Linked DNA regions of Lactuca sativa: region 2 is linked to region 1. The links are chromatin contacts, called in public Hi-C maps. All regions are on one chromosome and are shown on one strand. Each heading gives the region's core, a stretch centred on a gene start, on an enhancer-like site or on the middle of the called end of the contact. The rest is flanking DNA. Distances are from core to core; before and after follow the strand shown.

Evidence for each region. A called contact is a pair of places that touch in the nucleus more often than the background predicts.
Region 2: a contact with region 1 is called in a Hi-C map of leaf, with 4 times the contacts expected there. The contact joins the promoter of LOC111880236 here to the promoter of LOC122195851 in region 1. A contact is called at or near these places in 4 of 4 Hi-C or Micro-C datasets (bud, leaf and seed).

The regions. Positions count from the first base shown.
Region 1 is chr9:13,914,604-13,920,832 of Lsat_Salinas_v11, forward strand. It overlaps LOC122195851, which reads left to right and starts at 3,964. Exons shown (of 3, transcript XM_042898081.2): 1 at 3,964-4,132; 2 at 4,266-4,376; 3 at 5,185-5,474. The coding sequence starts at 4,025. The coding sequence ends at 5,385. LOC128128848 reads right to left here and starts at 883. Exons shown (of 4, transcript XM_052767619.1): 1 at 761-883; 2 at 380-667; 3 at 203-262. The coding sequence starts at 880.
Region 2 is chr9:14,113,584-14,119,812 of Lsat_Salinas_v11, forward strand. LOC111880236 (B3 domain-containing transcription factor ABI3) reads left to right here and starts at 3,337. Exons shown (of 6, transcript XM_052767839.1): 1 at 3,337-5,699; 2 at 5,793-5,885; 3 at 5,977-6,077; 4 at 6,218-6,229. The coding sequence starts at 3,921.

The DNA.
Region 1 (6,229 bases), core at 2,714-5,213:
AAAAAAGACGAGATTTTTTAAGATTTCTTGTTATAATAAATGTAACAAGGGAATAAGGTATAGAAGAAAAGAAGGAGACAAACTGTGTCCCAGATTTGGAACTTTATTGGTTTGTTGTCAATGATGATCATTTTAGTCCCAAATTCAACACCAATTGTTAAATCATGGTCATATTTGTCAAGTGTACACCATTTATGCAAACCATAATAACATATTGCCATTTCATTAACCAAAACATTACATGATCCACGAGAACATTTATCTATTACATCATGATAACAAACCAAAAGATTACATCATCCCTACCATACCATAATACCCTACAACTTACACTAAACTAAGCATACATCATCCCTACAATGAAACAAACGAAACAAACCATCATCCACTTGCAGAATCCAAATTCATTACTAGGCACATGTGTATTATCACACATTGCAATTTGATTATCAGGTTCAAGAGCATTCGCAGGGGCAATAGGGACATCAACATTCACAGGGGCAATAGGGCCATCAACAGGTATTTCACCTTCATTAACAGGGTTATTAAAAGGAATAGCTACACCCCCATTAGCAATAGCTCCTAACTCATACATTCTTTCTTTATACCACTTATTCAATAGTGGTGGGTCAATCCAACGAAAATACCCACAGTCCTTCTCTTCATCCTACATAACATAGCAAGATACATGTGTTTAACATAGAAAAATGGGAAATTTAGAGGATTAGAAGAATTTGAGTGAGATTTGAAGATTCTATACCATGTAATTTGGGCAACCAAAAAACCTCCGACCTGGATTCTTTCGAGTCCATGATGTCCACATTCCAACCCTATCTCCACAATAGCACGTTCTGATGTTGGTGCTTGATGAACTCGACATCGATTTCCTGTTGCCAATTTGCCATAATCGTTCGCTCCTTTGACTGGAGAATGAAGAAGACGAGCTCGATTCAATGATTTAGCCCTCTTAAATGGCACGTAGGATGTTATTTAACATGATGACTTCCACGTAAGCTGCCACATCAGTTAGATACCGGCTAACCTATTAAATATCCCGTTTTGATTACGTTTACAGGTATTTAGGACTAAATTGCAATATATATATATATATATATATATATATATATATATATATATATATATATATATATATATATATATATATATATATATATATATATAAGGGCTAAATCAATTATACGGGCAATACATAGGGACTTTATTGTAGTTTTCCCTATTTTTCGGGGACCAACTTTTCAAAATGTTTTAAAATTATTAAGTAACCGATTTTTGGTTTAAAAATATAACAAACTCATGTTTTCTATAATACAATTTAAAATATTGGCAAAAAGTGTAAAATTTAAAAAAGATGTGACATATTCAACCTTAAATGTTGGATAACTATACAGAAAATATGAAATGTCGGATAACTATACAGAAAATATGAGTCGATTATCCTTTTAAAGTATAAAATATATTATTTGACAACTTTAAGACATTTTAAAAAGTTAGTTTCCAAAAAATATTTTTGTAAACAACTCAAGAAATTTCAAAAAAAAAAAAAAACCAGTGTGTTTGACTTTCTCACACTTAAGAAAACATAGGTGGTATCATGTTTGTAATTGGAACTCTAGTAATTATTCTTGTATGTTTTATATGGATATCGATAGATAAAGATCTAATTATAAGGGGATTTTCTAATATGTGACCTAATGACATATATAAGAAACATTAATTGAAGTATTAATTATAAGAAATATTAACATAATTGAATGTGATAAATATTAATTGTGTGTAATAATATTATAACTAAATGTAAAATACATTAATTATAAAGAATATTGATTAATGTTTTTATATGTACCTTTAGGGCACATATTAAAAAAACCCAGCTATATATTAAATAACTAGTTTATTACTAATAAGAACCACAATTATAAAATTAATTAAAATTTCATATTAAAAAATCAAAATTATTAATCAATTATTTTAAATAAATTATTATTTAAGAGATATTTTTTTAGTTATATAAAATTATAATCGTTGATTTAAATAAATACGGGAAGTAATATCACCTTATAATTTGTATTAGTTTTATTTTATATTTTAATATAATGTTATTAGTTTAATTTAATTAAAATGAAAAAGTTAAAAATTTAAAACTTTAAAATGGAGAATCAATTATTAATTTAATGTAATTAGAGTGAGAAATTTGAAATTTAAAATTGATAATTAATAAGTTGACAAGTGACATGATATGTAACATATAATATTAATGAAAAGTTCTAATAATATCATATTTGTCAATAAAAAATAAACATATTCATTTATTAGATTATGGAGATCTCTATTGCAGTTAAAGTAAAATTCTAAATACCATATGGTTTGTTGTTAAGTATGTTATATGGTTTGTTGTTAAGTATGTTCCACTTGGGTCCTTGTTACATAAATTGATTTAAACTGTATTTTCTTTTACGTAATTAATTTGTTTGCATAAAAATATTTCGTAAACAACTCAAAAATTTTCAACAAACTATTACTCCTTATTTTCTTACCCGGTACCAAACGCATTTCTGTTAACATGCCCGATACCCACCTCTAAATGAACTTATATAGCCATGCTTTGATTTATTTAAAATATTACATCAACGGGGATTAAGTTTAATAACTTTTATCTATCGGTAGAAATTTTCAAATAATATTATAGATGAACAATTTCAAACATTTTGGGATTAATCAAACAAAATAATAATATCGAATAAAATAATTCCTTAAGGGTTGTTTAATCTAAGCCCAAAGTTATGATCATGTAATAGCTATTAGGCTTGGTCTTGATTAAAACTTGTAACCGGAATTTGGGCTTGGACCAAAGCCCAAAGGCATGCCGCTGTATGTTTTCGTCATCCCTTCGTCATCTACCGAATAAGATAACACAAATTTTAAAATTTGTTTTTGAACCATAATCTTTGTAAGATAGTTTCCTTTAAATGGTAAAATACAGTTTAATGAACATATAAAGAAAACAATGATATATGAGTAAAATTGTATATCATTTGATTACCATCGTCAATATGATTTAGGGTTGTTTGACATGATTGGTCTGAATTTTTAAGTGGACGGAGATAGCAGGGTAAGGAAAAAGAGAGGCAATCGTGTGAAATAGAAAGAGAGGAGGGAAACAAGTTTGCTGAAAGAATTTGAGTCTTTTCAGTATATGTTACTTTTTTTTTTTTTATTTAGATACAAGCCATTTTAAAAATTAAAAGAGTGCTGAACAATTAAGATATAAAAATTAAAAAATTATCAAATGACTTTGAATCTGAAAAATTAAAATTTTTTTAATTAAAAAATTAAAAAGCTATCAAACAGTACATCAATTTTTTATAAATGATGAAAAATTGTGAACATTGGTTTATATTATTAAAAGTTCAAGTAAGATAATTATTTTCTAACCACACATCATAATACCTGTTAGTTAACTAGGTAACAAGTACCAATGGGCCAATGGCCTAGTGGTATGGAGTGACCATCTCATATGAGATGTCAGGGGTTCAAGTCTCAGTGGAGATATATGTGGTTATTTAGGAGTAGATTAGTTAGTTTGCCGTTTCATTAAAAAAAAAAAAAAAAAAAAAAAAAAAAAAAAAAAAACTAGGTAACAAGCTTATATGATAATTTTTCGTTTTACGTGTACCCAATTTCAAAATTGTGAATTATATACTTTGGAAAATTGAGAATAAAATCACTTATATTAATAAATAAATAAATAAGTCTAATTATATACCATACAATAAATTTTGGTTGTTTATCCACAATTCTCTTAGAAACGAAGAACAAGTCTAACAATTGACGGTTTTACTCTTTTTTCGTTATTGTATTTTAATTTTAACCACAAAAGGAGCGACAGTTTGCTTTTTCATCTCTTGAGTTTCTTTCCATATATGCAAAAAGAAAAAAAAAATATAGAGCTCAATTTGGAAAAATTTAAAAATCCATTAACTGAAAAGAGATAATAAGGTGAAAAATGGCTGGAGTCACAGCAACAATGGTCCAGACCACCCGCGTTATGGTTCGCACCGCATTGGGTTCGAGAGTTTTTGGCTCCAACCCTACACTAATTACCCACCCCCAGGTCCTTTTAATCTTTATCTTTATTCTCAACATTTCAAAACTCAACATACATTTTGCTTCGATTGATTTCTTTTATTATATTTGGGAAATATATGAATCAGATCAAATATATAAAACTTGTAATCAATTAATAGGTGCGATTTGTGTCGTCACCCTCGCCGTCGGATACAGCCAAGCGTGCTATCGACGAGCTGAAAAACGCTGGGAGCCAAATTAAAGAGAAAACAGCTTCTCACGCAGGCTATGTAAGCATTTCAATTCATTTTCTCACTCAAACTTTTAAATATTAAATACCTGTTTGGGATAGCTTTTGAAAATAACTTATTAGCTTATTAGTTTTTTAAAAAACAAACAAACTAAAAAACAGTTTTTTGAATCCAAATATTTTATAAAAACTGTTTTTCCTAAAAACCATAAACTAATAAATATTTTTCATAAAAATCACTTTTATGATAACCCAAATACACCCTAAATTATTCCTTTCATATATATATATATATATATATATATATATATATATATATATATATATATATATATATATATATATATATATATATATATATATATATATATATATATATATATATATATATATATATATATATATATATTATCTCCGTACCAAATTAATAGTTCAATGTTTATAAGTTTTATCAAATAATATATAACACAAATAAAAATATTTAAGGTCAAAGTTGAATAAGAACGACTTTAAAAATCAAAAGTGGACTATTATTTTGGAACGTAGGGAGTATATATATATATATATATATATATATATATATATATATATATATATATATATATATATATATATATATATATATATATATATATATATATATATATATCCTCCGTCCTAAATTAATAGTTCAATGGTTATAAGTTTTATTAAATAATATATATAACACAAATAAAAATATTTAAGGTCAAAGTTGAATAAAACGACTTCAAAAATCAAAAATAGACTATTATTTTGAAACGTCGGGAGTATATATAGTCGGCCCTTTTATTTTTAATATTAAAAAATTGACATGATTTTGTTACAAGGTGGCGAACCAATCGAAAGCTGCCGCCGGAGCGACAGAGAACATTACCGAGAAAGCAAAGCAATCAGCACAAGAAGCTTGGAGCGCCACTAAGGACGCCGCCCAGAAAGTGCAAGATACAGTGGTTGGAAAAGCCGAGGCGTCTGCTGATGTTGTCAAAGATCATATCGAAGCTGCAAAACGCACCATCAACACCAAATAATTAAGATTGCATCAAATATTGTTATTTTTGGTGCACTTTGTTTAATATTTTAAATTTATATATAATAACTACAATGAAGCTTACGAGGAGGTATGAGGTTGAACTTAGCCACCCCTCGATGGTGTTTGTCTATGTATTTTACTTCTTCTTTTTTATATGTATATATACTAAAAGATTGCTCTAAATTCTGATTTATAATAACAGTTTGTATATTATTAAGGGATAATAATTTATAAAGATAACAAACGTCTTTTTCGTTTACTCATTTTCTTTACTTTTGTATATATTATTTAACCATTGAACTATCTTTTTATGTGTTCAAAGAATATCATTACATATATAATTAAGAGAGAGAGGATGTCCTTAAGTACAATACATTTTAGGGGTTTTAGGTATTTGCCACATCTTTTTTAAAATGTTATCACTTTTGGTCCTTGTAATTATAGTTTTTGCTGTTTTGGCCGATTTACTTTTTTGAAAGTGGAGTTTGGCCGATTTGCTGTTTTGGCCGATTTATTTTTTTTGAAAGTGGAGTTTGGGCACGTGTTGTCTTTCTGTGTTCGTCTGACTTATTCATTCCTTCTTACTTCTCGAACCTTTCGCTTATTCCTCTAGTGCCTCATCTATTACTCCTTTATTCCAGATGAGTCCACAAAAACATCAATAACTACCATAGACGATCCATTCCACACATGCTTCAAATTCGTCGAAGTGCGCACGACTTTCTCCACCGCACCCCACAAAAGCATCAATCCACCTTTTCTCTTCTCATAAATATTCTTTGTATTTCTCTCGTCGGGTTTGAACCCCTCCCAAACCTCCGATGGTGTTTCATCGCCTTCAA
Region 2 (6,229 bases), core at 2,087-4,586, 200 kb after region 1:
AATTTGTAAAAGCATGTAGTTACTTTGTACTTCATTATATTTATAATGGGAGGTTTATGTCCTATCCTACTCGTTCGGCTAACGACCCTCCACTGGTCAAGAGTGCGGTGGGTAAGAGTGCATACCCATTCAATCGCCATTTTATAGGCAATTTCCTTAAACATCCCTTATAGACCAGCTTCATGAATGAGGCCAACTAACGGTAAGACTGACACTTTACTCATATATATATATATATATATATATATATATATATATATATATATATATATATATATATATATAATATTAGACTTTTAATGTTACATATATATAGTATAGGGTGTGTTTTACACTTTTAAAATACTAGATGGTTTTATTAACTTTCTCTTTTTAATTAAACTTTTAATTAACTTAACAAAACCATGTGGGTGTAATTTGAACTTTTCAAAATACTAGGGTTTTAGAATTTAAATATTACATAATTAAACTATTAATAAAAAATTTTAAATTCCAAAACTTGAGGGCAAGTTTTGAAACTTTTCAAAACATTAGGGTTTAACTATTTAAATTTCAAAAAACAAAACTTTTAAGTTCAAATTTAAACTATAAAACCTAAAGGGGAAAAATGAACTTTTTTCACAAGATAATTCAAATCTAAATTACAAATAATCAATCTTTATCTAATAAAACAAAAGATTATCTAAATTTTGACAATTATCCTCTATTTTGGCAAGGATAATCTCCAAATATTGATAAAATTCGGATTTTATTAATAAACGTTTTAGGTAATTATCCACAACCAAAACATGTCAAAATCCCGACATCTGCTCCATGTGACCCTCCGACTCGTCGAGTCAGGCTTGGACTCGTCGAGTTCACTATCGACTCGACGAGTCAAGTCGAACAACCTCAAAAATTTAGATTTTCAGCCAAAACTCGATCAAATAAGCATCAAATTCACTAACAAACAGCCCTAGGCTCTGATACCACTGATGGGTTTTGAGCACTACATCAATCATATGGTGTACATGCAAACCCTAATAGCTTTGGATCTAGTTTGTCTAATGAACATGCAATTGATAATCTAAAGCCATAAACCCTAGATCTAATAAACTATAACTGAAATTAGGGTTTAGATCTTACCTTTGATTGTTATATAGCAATAACAATCAATCATTGGCTTCGGAAAGCTTAGTGTCTCAAGTGTTGCACCTCTAATGGAGTCACAAACACCACTAAGCACCTTGGATGAAGAGGGAGGAGAGAGGAGGCACCAAAAACGGCTGGAAACCCTAAAAGAAGTATTCACCATGTTTTTGGGGCCATGAGGGTTCCTTATATATGCTGGCTATTAGGATTTATAGCTAGTAAACCCTAATCCGGCTGCTTAAGCCCTAAGCAGCCCATGAACTCCCTCTTTAGAATCCTTGGATGATTTCTAAGAGGTTTCTCCATAGAATTCGTCCACTCCAACTTCTATGGAGTCCATTAGCCCATCTATGTAATTATCTTATAATTACACAATAAGTCCCTTAAGTTTAATTAATCTCTTTTAGCCACAAAATAAATTCTTAATTAATTCTTGACTAATATTAATTAAACAATATGATTTCTCCTTTAATATATTATTATCATAATATATTAATAAATCATAATTAAGCCTTTCTCTCCTTAATTCATCTTACATATTACTATGGTGAAGACAACCCAAAAGGACCATGCTCATAATCGGGTCAAGTACATACCAAAATAGTTATGGACTTAGACACTAATCCAACAGTTTGAACTTCCTACCACAAACATGTGTAGCTTCTAAAGTCTTGATTTGAATAGATCTTTCATTGAATATCCATGAGGCATATAGTCTAAAAGGGCAACCATTATCCACATTTCTTTTCCCATATCTTACAAGTATTCTGTTACAGTCACACTTCTCAAAGTAGAGCTTATACCCATTGTGGACTGCGTAATTTTGGATACAAAACTTCAGCTGTGTAACATTATAAAAATGTCACCAAGTTTTGGTTCCATTTTGTCCCGTCTTGTTTTTGGATCATGTATTATGTACTTGTTTTTCACCTGTTCTTGCTCTTCTTCATCTTCATCACTTTGCAAGTCATCACCATGATACACTTGTGCTCTTACATCATTATTCAAACTAGAGTTTCTAATATTTTCATCAGTTAGTAACACATTAAGAAATGCATCCTTACACTTATCCAGTGGAGTAATGAACTCTTTGTCTGGTTCATGATCCATGTAGATGTCATGAAGCTCAAAATCCATCTCATTAAGACCAGAGAAAGGCCGCGTAAACAAAAAATGGGTATGTGTTGCCTTCGTCCTCTGAAACCCAATCTATCAAAACAACCTGAAAAAACGCACATTATCGTTATTCGTTAACCTCTGAAGAACAAAGAACTATAATAACACAATCTTCAAAGAAATTACACATACCCTATGAAATCGACTCTCTAATAACCTAATCTTCTTCTCCTAATAACCTAATCTTCTTCAAAAAGCCCTAAATTTGCGATGAATGATGTCGATTTTCTGAAGGATTCTGAGGAAGTGTACATTTACGTGCAAAAGGTTGAGGTAAGGTGTTAGGTACACTGCTCCACATAAACGGACGTAACATCCGTGCCATCTCCTCAATTAAGTGCCAAATCAACACACGGTAACCGACTACTAAGGGTGCAACCTCTTAAATGAGATATTTGAAACATTTAGCAAAAATATCCGACTTTATTACCCCCAAAACTCATCAAAGGGTAAAACTGACACTTTTTGGAAAACTTAAGGGTTTTTATGACGATTTCCCTATTAGGTTTAACTTTTCTATTTATTTTTAGTCATTTTACATGTATAAGCTACTTAATCATTTTTTGAAAAAAACAATTTTTTGACTTATTTAATTTTGCCATTATAAAGACTAATCCAAATACTTTTTAAAAACTTGTTTTTTCACTCATATAAATCAATAAGTTATTTTGATTAAAATGAAAATAAATCCCAAATACCTTCCGACTAGTTATTGAGCTTAATTAACGAAAGCATGGATAGTCTGCTGACAAAGATCCAAAATGCATTGGTTAATTTATTTGGGATTTATGAGAGCACTTACAACAAAAACAAAGTTAAAAATGGATGAATATATTTGGGATCATGTGGATGGCCATGGATGCTGATAACATGCATACATATTGTGTAATAAGTTGCAGAGAGAGAATTGAGCTGCTTACCGTCAACAAAAAGAAAAAAAGACTGAGCCACCGCTTACTAACCACCATTCAGGAGCATACGCATGGCTTCTAGCGTACAATCCGGGGTGCATAAGTAGTGGAGAAAAACTATAACCTAAACCAGCCCCTGGTTTTCTGTCTGGTTTTCTCTCTCCCTCTCTCTCCCCCTCTCTCTCTCCAAAGAGAAGAACCAAACAAAGATGCAAAGGATTTTTGAACTTATCTTCCACCCACTTTCATAGAACATAGAAATTTCAAATATTTTCTCACATACCAACAATTTTGCTTCATCTAATCGATCTCCGCTGGGTTCTCCATTTTTTCCGTCGACCTCTGTCCTTCCAGTGGTTCAGTTCTTCCCCTCTTTTAGTTTATGCAAATCCAAATCCTATTTGGTGATAGATTCTGGGTTTTTTCTGGGGTTTGGTTATGATTGTTAATTCGGCTATCAAATGTGTATGATAACGATGTATGTGTGGGTAAATTAATATCTTATTATATATATTCTATATAGATATAGCAAGTTGGAATTTATTTAAGTATTAATCTTAAAAACTCAGATGTTTTATGTTGTTTCTGTAGTATCATCAAGTACAGTTTATGATACTTTTACCACCTTCTCTCTCTCTAAAAATATCAAGATCCAGTGAAATTTGAAAGGCCGTGTATCCGAAACTAGAAAAAGTCGATGTTATGGATGTTTGTGGTGTTGATGAGCAAGAAAGCCGTAAAAGTACTGGTTTTGATGCAGTGGGTACTACAGTGATGACGAGTACCGATGATCAGAGAGGGATCTGGGAGATTGATGTAAGAGCACAGCAACAGAATCTGATTCACGAAATGAATGATCCTTCAATGTTTTATAACGATCAGTTTCCAAAGATTCCTGATTTTCCATGCATGTCTTCTTCTTCCTCTTCTTCGTCAAATCCTGCACCTGCTAAGCCGATTTCTTCGGCCACTACTACATCGTCGGCGTCCTCGTCTACCTCGTCTGCGGCGTCTTGGGCGGTGTTGAAGTCTGAGTATATCACGGAGGAGGAGGCTGAAGGAGAGGATCAGTTGGAGGAGCTTAGGATTAACAGGAAAAAACGAAGTCATCGGGAGGAACCGGGTCCCGTTACGTCGACGGCGGCGGTTGAAGCGGTTCCTGTTCTGGAAAAGGCGGATGGAAGTGGTACGATAGATTGCATGGATGTGATGGAGAATTTTGGGTACATGGATTTGATTGATGGCAACGAAATCTGGGATCCATCGTCAATTTTCGAACAAAACCCACCGGATTTACAGCAGGAATGTGTGACGGCTCGTGGATATAGCAATGGAAGTGAGGTGGTACAAGATAGTGGGATTAAAGACGGTGGCCGTGAAGGTGGCGGAGGACGGTTGGATGAACTAGGGGTGATGTTCTTTGACTGGTTGAAATCCAACAAAGAATTCATATCAGCAGAAGATATGAGAAATATTAAACTCAAGAAATCGACAGTTGAATGTGCTTCAAAAAGATTAGGATCGTCAAAAGAAGGCAAAAAACAACTCCTCAAATTAATTCTTGAATGGGTGCAACAACACCAGCTTCAAAGAAAAAACAGCGGCGGTGCCGGTGAATTAGCCGCTGCCGCCGCCACCACCACCACCCAATACCCTTTACAGCATTACCAGGGACGTCCACCACCACCACCACCGACCCCACCGCCACCATTCAACTGTAATTCTTGGGTCCCACCTAGTGACATGAACCATGGATTCTCTCCTTCTCCGTGGATCCCACCAGCGGTGGCGTATCCGTCGTACATGGCGGATCAGACCAGTAATGGGATGCCTATGGTAGCGGCGGGGCCACAAGCGACGTTTTCTTACATGGGTGATGGGAGCGATCAATACAATTCTGGTCTGAATCGTCTTAATCCGTATAATAATTCAGGTTCGGGTGAATATCAAGTTCTTGAATCTGCACCTTCGTGGAACCCTTCACAGATTACCATGGCTGCGTCGACACCCTACAACAATCAGTTTCCTGACGTGGGCAATAACTATGGTCCTCAAATTATGCCCCTCGCTTCTGGTTACCCCGATCAGTACCCGTATAATCCACAGGTTTACGCCACCGGCGGTTGTGGCGAACAACAGCGGTTAATGAGGCTGGGTTCTTCGGCGACTAAAGAAGCTAGAAAGAAAAGAATGGCTAGACAGCGGCGGACTTACTTCCACCACCACCACCACTCGAGACAAAATCAGCACATGAATAATCATCAGAATCACTTGGCCAACTCCGATCAACATCCACACGCAATGCTTGGTGATGAGAATTGCTCCGGCAAAACACATGGCGGAAACTGGTTGTACTGGCCATCTCCGCCTTCTACCAACACGGTTCCACCACCACCTATGGAATCACCTCACCGGCCACCCGCCAGACCTCAACAAGCCAGTGATCGCCCGTCTAAACAAACTCCCCCAGATAAACGGCAGGTATGCAAATATTGTAAAATTTTAAATAATTCTCGATCGATATTTTAGTTGTGATTATAATTTGATTTTTCATTTGTTTATTTTGATCATCAGGGTTTAAAAACTGAGAAAAATTTGAAGTTTCTGCTCCAAAAAGTGTTGAAGCAAAGTGATGTTGGGAGTCTTGGGAGGATTGTGCTGCCTAAGGTATAGATTTCTTATGGTTTAATTGTCTCCTTTCAATCAGATTTAATTTTAATGTGCTTAATTATTGATGGAAAACGAATTCAATTTACAGAAAGAAGCTGAGAGTCACCTCCCGGACCTGGATTCAAGGGATGGAATTTCAATTGCTATGGAGGATATAGGGACTTCTCAAGTGTGGAACATGCGATATAGGTATATTACGTTGTTAAATCCCTTTAATTAATACCTATTTGGGTTTTCATCAATTAATTAGCACCCAATACTCAAATTAAGCATCAGACTAAGTTTGGTTCTGGCTTTGTGTGTTTTCTCTTTGAATTGTGGAGCCTCAGGTTTTGGCCTAA